Linked DNA regions of Gossypium hirsutum: region 1 is linked to region 2. The links are chromatin contacts, called in public Hi-C maps. All regions are on one chromosome and are shown on one strand. Each heading gives the region's core, a stretch centred on a gene start, on an enhancer-like site or on the middle of the called end of the contact. The rest is flanking DNA. Distances are from core to core; before and after follow the strand shown.

What was found. A called contact is a pair of places that touch in the nucleus more often than the background predicts.
Region 1: a Hi-C map of fibers shows a contact between it and region 2, with 2.0 times the contacts expected there. The contact joins the enhancer-like site here to the promoter of LOC107939821 in region 2. A contact is called at or near these places in 10 of 34 Hi-C or Micro-C datasets (anther, fibers, hypocotyl and 4 more).

Annotation. Positions count from the first base shown.
Region 1 is chrA09:85,295,506-85,299,129 of Gossypium_hirsutum_v2.1, reverse strand. No RefSeq gene overlaps it. Among protein-coding and RNA genes, the nearest start is that of LOC107939826, 5.9 kb to the left of the region's middle. Within about 2 kb of position 1,904, at least 2 of the 9 cell types and tissues checked have an H3K27ac peak or open chromatin away from gene starts, as enhancers often do. A contact at or near this core is called in fibers, where this site is marked.
Region 2 is chrA09:85,249,734-85,253,604 of Gossypium_hirsutum_v2.1, reverse strand. It overlaps LOC107939821 (cyclin-U4-1), which reads left to right and starts at 2,384. Exons shown (of 2, transcript XM_016873209.2): 1 at 2,384-2,801; 2 at 3,668-3,871. The coding sequence starts at 2,464. It overlaps LOC107939834 (peptide methionine sulfoxide reductase), which reads left to right. Exons shown (of 2, transcript XM_016873217.2): 2 at 448-919. The coding sequence ends at 699.

The DNA.
Region 1 (3,624 bases), core at 655-3,154, 46 kb before region 2:
TGTCTTTTCTGCTTCTTGAGCGGAGAAATAGCTCCCATGATTGCAGTCTGTGTGGGAAAGAGAATGACAAGTGTTTGACTCATCAATAGAGGTTGTACATGGTCCAACTTAAAGTTGGATAGTTGTAAATTTAAGAAGTTTGATTTATGCCTTTTGAGTAATCTTTCATCTCTTCATATTTCTTTAAGCATACGACATATTAGGACAAAGAAGAGCAATCTTTGAACTAGTAATACTTCTCTAATAGGTTTTGGTTGTTCTAATTGACTGCTTAAGTTAAATGTTAACACTCTCAATAGCTATTATCTATTGACTGCTTAAGTTAGATGTTACTCTGTCTCTTCATCTTTCTTTAAGTATCCTTGTCCGACAAATGTTATGACATGGTTAAGGGGGGTATGATCTTCCAGATATATGGAAAAACTTAGTAAGGAACACTCATCTTTTGGTGCAGGCAACTTAGGCCATTATGATCCTAGTCATGGCAAATTGACTTTTGGAATCTGTAAAACTTGGTATGGTCTTCAGTGAAGAACTGACATGATGATTATAAAGCTCTGATGAGCTGATTAACTATTATATGATCCACTATACATAACCTTAATGTGTTTTCAACTGTTGGATTGCAGATTTCGTTGCATTTTTTATTTTCCTTATTCAAGTTTTATTTTTAACTTTTTTGCTAACATTATATAATTCCCATGGCAACTATTTTTTTATGTATCAGACCATTTCATTTACTGTGCTACATAGATTAGGTTTAACCTGTGTTGGTGTAACCTAACCCAGGATGCTTTTAACATTCATGCACTGCCTCAAAATAAAATAGTGGTATGGTCTTGCTGCAGTTTTTTTTTCTAATGGAGCATAGTATTGCTAGCTCCTTCTCCGTCTTTTAATAATTTAGAATTGTTGGTGATGCATTACTGACCTTATGTTTCTAAAACTTTAGAATTGGTGCCTGGTTTGTAAGGATGAATTTTGATGTCATATATATGAAAAGGTGAATACTATTTCTTATGTACTTGCTTTTCTGGGGAATTCATTGATGATAAAATATTGAGACTGACAGTTCCATTCTGTATCGTTAATTTCACATGTTGGTGTGCTTATATTCCGTGTCTATACTGATTAACCACTTGGGTTTCTTCTTTTGCCTTTTTCTTTTGTGCTTGGTATTTGTGAGGCTGGAGATAGTTTTAAACCAAGATTAATCTGCATATTGCAATGTCTTTTAATTATGGTGAAACTAGTAAACCACCGCTCTGCATTATCCTGGATTTTTCATTCTGTAATCCTGGTAGGTTAAATACTGAGGCAGACAGCCTCATCCACATTTTTTTTTGACCACCTTATCTGACCTTGTTATTTTGTTGAGTAAGTTGGTCAGGGTTTGCATGTTTTGAGATAATGGGATGTTTTGCAAGGTATGTGTTGCTGTCAGAAGTTTTTGTGGACTCCAATGAAAGCTTTTTGGTATATCGGCTAGTACTGGCCTAGCTTCATGGTCTTCAATAGAATGAATGGCTTTGTTCCCATTTTGTGTGTAGCGTTAGGAGAGTGTTGGTGTAGTGTGCTTATATAATGGAGTTCAGAATTTTTGTATATTCTGTTAGCTGCTTAGTGGCGCTTCTTGTTGGATCTCCTATATATCAAGTGTCCAGAAGTTGGTTATTGTATATGATATAATTCACAGTTTTTCTCTTAGATGAGTGGAAATCCTTGTGTTTTGTACCTTGGATCTGGTTTTCTGGACAGCATTGAGACAACCTTGAAGTTAATTACACCTGTGGCTCATTCCTTTTATGACTTGCTTTATATTTCCATTATAATCATAGCACAATTTGATGATAATGAGGCTTATATGCCCAAATAAATTGCCAACAATAATTACTTTGCAGGTCTCATATTATTCCTCTGGGTATTTTTTTGCTAGCAGTAAAGATCTTGCCCTAATTGGTGGCAGGAAGGCTGTCTTAGGTCTTTCCTCTGAAAAGCTGGTCCCGAATCCTCATTTGAACATATATGCTTTAGTTGGCTGGTTTATCAACCAATTAAGCCATCCATACGCAACATTTATTTCCTTCTCGGTACATTTTTATTTTTGTTTACTATTATGTTGCTCTGCTCCCCCAATTGTTTTTTTCCCTCTGAAAAGCTGGTCCCGAATCCTCAATTGGGCAATATTGTTTTGGTGTCTTTATCAAACCAAGTTTTCCTTACGGAACTTTTATCCCCTTTTCGGTATATGTTAACTTTTATTCTTGTTTAACTATAATGTCGTCTGTCTTCTAATGAAAAAAATCAAGCAATGCTTTTCTGGCCGGGAAGCGCTTCTAGATTTAAAGATCAGGGTCGTTGAGGTCTTGCGGACCGGTGTTTTGAATTACATTTACAAATACAATAGGCTCAGTTACTTTGGAGTTGATGCCTGGAAAGCTTTAAGGAAAGTAGCACAAGTATGTTTAAATGGAGTCTGGACTATATAGGAGGATCTCCTATCCCTCCCAGTCCTTGAAAAAGTTTTGATGCATTCGATCGTAGTGTGTCTGTCAATCGTTAGTTAGGGAGCTTCTAATATCAAATTTCAGATGTGATGTGAGGATGGTTACAACATAAAAATAAAATGCTAATACTATCAAGTATGTATTTTTCTTTAATTTATATGGTTAAAAGAACATCCTAATGTATCATTTTTTATTGTTTAAAAAATAAAATAAAAAAAGAAAGTAGAGAATTCAATTAAAAAAAAAAGTCAAACTAGAGAACCTAATTTAAGGTTAGATCTCTATTACTGTTGTGGTTGAAAAGTGTTTTTAGAGCAAGAAAAGGTAGAATAGTTTTGTGAAAAAAATGTGTTTATTAATTTTTAGTGTTTTTCATTATTGCTAAACATAGCGGTTTTTTTAGATATGATAGTTAAGGGTGTTCAATTGGTTAATCGATCCGAAATAACATTAACCGAATTAATCAAATTAATTATATGTTTTTTAACCGAATTAACTGAAATAACATTAAACGAAAATAAAACATTAATTATATGTTTTTTAATTTTTGGTTACAATAAGTATAAAATTAATCCAATTAATCGAATTAATCGAATTAATCGAATTATTTGTATAAAATTATATTTTTTTATTTTTTATTTTTTATTTTTAGTTTTAGATTTTTATTTTTATTTATTAAATTATTTGTGATTTTTATGATTGGGTTAAATAATTGGGTTGGGTTGGGTACTTGGGTTAATATATATTAGATTGAGTATTTGAGTTTATGTTGAATTGGGTTTGAGGAAATAGTAGGCTATTTATACATTATAATTTTTTTATTAATTTTTTCGATTAACCGAATTTTTTGGGTTAATCGATCGATTTCGAACCGAATTAATCGTTAACCGAAAACTCAAAAAAATTTTAACCGACCCCTAACAGAATTAATTTGGTTAACCGATTGATTAACCGAATTCGGTCGGTTAACTGAATTTGTTCGGTTTTACCCGAATTTTACACACCCCTAATGATAGTAGAAAAGTAAAAAATTAGTTAAGTTATATGATATTTAAATAATTTAATACAATTATATATGAAGTATAAATTTTAACTTTTTAAGTAATTAATAAAATTA
Region 2 (3,871 bases), core at 1,135-3,634:
ATTTTTGCTAGAAAACAAGCTCTGATATCATGTTGGATTCTTTCAGAATAGGTTAAGCAGGTGTGTTTTGTGAAGTAGAAAGTAAAAGAAAATAGAAACCAAGAAAATCGGAGAATGATGAGAACTGATATTTGACATCCCTTGCTTTCTGTGATACAACTCATTGATATTTATACACGCACAAGTTGAGAATAACTATTTCTGTTAAGCCGACATCAGCTAACCCAGCTAACCAACTGCTTATAGACTAACACAGCTCATGATCAATATGATCATTTGTTGGATAACTTGAACTCCACTCGCTCTGGGGTCTACTGCTCGTTTACCTTAATGCTAATCGTGTTGTTAATATATCATGAGAAAGCTTGTCCTGGGCGATCAATCAATTTGATTCAACATAGTCTTGATTAGTTTTGGCATTGTGATAGGTTGTGAATCCTTTGGCAGGGCAATGATGTGGGGACACAGTACAGATCTGGGATTTACTTTTACAGCCCAGAGCAGGAGAAGGCAGCAGTGGAATCCATGGAAAAACAGCAGAAACTCCTCAACAGAAAGATTGTTACTGAAATTCTGCCGGCCAGGAAATTTTATAGAGCAGAGGAATATCACCAGCAGTACCTTGCAAAGGGAGGTCGTTTTGGTTGTAAACAATCTGCTGAGAAAGGATGCAATGATCCTATCCGATGCTATGGCTAAGTTGCCACTTTTTCTGTATGCACTTCTGCTTTTGTCTATGGAATTTTAATGCCTTGTGTTATCTATGTAGTTACTGAAGGTGGTGGACTTGTAATTATTCATAATTCCAAGGCAGACCGATATCTATGTTTTGTATATCTACAGTGATAGGTTAGGACATGATGTTTGAACTTTCAAATATGGCGATCATGTATTAATATAGAAATATTACATGCCTTTATGGGGGAGGATGTTTCCTTTTCTTCCATTTTTTTTTCTGTATAATATAAAACCAACGAGTCACTTAAAGGCTAGAGACAATAAATAGGATGATTACTGCATTTCCATCAAAAAGTCACAAACCTTTGCTTGGACGGCCAAGTATCATTAGGCTGATGAAGAGCAGTATGTATTATTCTCACTTGAAGCTATCTCAAGACTGATGGGATCACGAAAGCAATCCACCCGTAAATGTGAATACAACAAAACCATGACAGTAGCCGCTGAAAACCAAATCAAACCCATTATACTACTGTCTAAATTTGCTCCATTATCTGATTAATTTTTTCTAAAAATATTTATGGATTTGGGTGAATTAATTAAATGTGTATTTTCTCTAAAAGTAAATTTGAGGACTAGATTGCAAATAAAATGAAAAAGTTACAGTAAAAAAAAACTAAATTATCAATTAAATTCAAAAAAGTAAATGGCCAAACCTAACAACAGAGATGACAACTAATTACTTAAGCTAAAAAGATGAAATAAAAGTTTAACCAAAAAGAGTCCTTTTAAACTGTTGAAAATCAACTCTTAACATTAACAAAAATGCCCTTAAAATGTGTGTTGACTTGAATTGGTGTTGGACAAAAGACAACCTCTGCAGCAATTTTTTCCTTGTCAAGTAGCGGTGTCGTGACATCCATACCTCAAGGCCGTGACACCCTAGATAGTGGCACAAATGTGGCTCTAAGGGTTCCCAATGTTGCGACATCCACTAGTCGATGTTGCGACATGCCTGTTGGTGCCCACGATTTCTCCACTTCAACACCTTAAGTGATATCTTGAGTTGAAAACTCAATATCACGACTTTGAGCTTTATTAATTTGAACGTGTGGTTTTAGGGGCACATTTTTAGATAACTCCAGCTAAGAACTCTCCAATGCTTAATCTCAATTGAGATCTATTCCAATTTAATGATGTTGATATTTTGGTTTCAAAATCAACTTCTTTTTATGATTTTTTTTTACTATCAATTAGGTTTTATTTAGTATATAATTATAAGTTTCTTCAATTATTTTACAGTCTAAATTTAATTTTATTTGGGTTGATATTATATTCGAATAGAATTTTTCAATAATAATAATTTCAAGATTCAAACTGTTTAGTAAAAAAGTTAATATCAATAAGTTACTTGTTACAAAAATCACAATATATATAGTTTGGGCTGAAATTAATTATTATATATACGTGTGTTTTGGTTATTCATTATATCCAATACATATTTTAGTAAGTTGAATGGCTGAATCATGTTAAAATATTGTTTTTCGATTGCACTTATTTGTTGGTTTTGGCATAAATAGTATTAGGATATTCAATATTAAACTTTGTTATTATATTTAAATTTATAAAAATAAAGATAATGTAAATAAAAACCAACCATAAAATTCAATATTTTGTGGTAAGTGGTAACATAGCTGGAGGACAGGTCAGACATAATTATTTGGACGCAACAAAGATGAAAATAAAAAGAAAGGTGTTGGTTATAAGACACAGCTAGCGAAAAAAATGGCAGAAGCAGATGACGACCAACAAACTGTTCCCAAGGTCATAACTTGCCTCTCCTCTTTGCTGCAAAGAGTGGCTGAGTCTAATGACAAGCGCCGCCTGTTCCAGTCCCAGAAGATGTCTGTTTTCCTTGGACTTACCAGGCCAACTATATCCATCACAACCTATCTCCACAGGATCTTTAAGCACGCAAATTGCAGCCCTTGTTGTTTTGTCATAGCTTATGTTTATCTTGACCGCTTTATGCAGATGCACCCATCTTTGCCTTTCAATTCTTTTAATGTACATAGGCTGCTTATAACCAGTGTTTTGGTTTCTGCCCAGTTCATGGATGACATGTAAGTTTTTTTTTCTTTGTTTTAGATTTTTATTATTCTTTCTTGGATATTTAACTGGATTTGATCTGGGTTTCAAAGTTGATCCAAGTAACTTTTCTGACATGTTCGATTTAGAATTCATTAGCTTCCAGTTCCAGGGTCAAATAAAACCTTTTTCTATATGTCATGGTATATCTTCAATCTTGAAATTTAATGTTTGGTGAAAAACTAACCTTGTTTTAAGCTGATATTTTCGTTTTCCTGGAATTTTTTTGGGAAAAAAAAATCTTTACAATACAAATCAAGCAAGGTGACCATACAAGTACAGCCATGTAAGAAAACCAGCATCTCTGGTCAGACAAGACAGCCCCACTTACCTTGCATGTTCTGTTGTTCCTGTAAATTCCCATAATGAATTAACATAGGGGAAGGGGATGTCAACTTTTAGAGCTTATGACAACTTAATTAGGGCCATGTATTCTGTTATAATGGCAAAATATCAACTTGGTTGTCTTCAGCCTTTGATTATGCGAAACTACTTATTAGTCTTTTTACTATAAATAACATACTAAGGTTTAGTATTTAGTTTTGAAGAGGTAATTTTGAACCTTAATAAATTCTCTTCTTTTTTTTTTTTCGTGTGTTAAAGTGATTAGTTTGCTTTCTTTAAAACGTGATAAGCATTTTTTTTAATGCTTAACCTTACCCCATTTACAATTGCATTAAATGCACAATTACTTTTATAGTAAAGGTACTAATTTTCTCATAGCAAAGAAACCCGGTAAGTATTTTAAATACCATCCTGTCCTGATTTCACAAGCAATCATGGCAGCTCGTCATCCTTTTTAAAATCTAAAGTTATCATATAAATTATTTTTATATGTCAGATGTTACATCAATGCATATTATGCCAAAGTGGGAAGCATCAGCACTGAGGAGATGAACATCCTTGAGGTGGATTTCTTATTTGGTTTGGGGGTCCAATTGAACGTAAAACCTGACACCTTCCGCACCTACTTCTGTTTTCTCCAAAGGGAAATGCGGTTGCAAACCCCCCCCCCTTTACAAGTTTTGGCAGAACCTTATCAAAA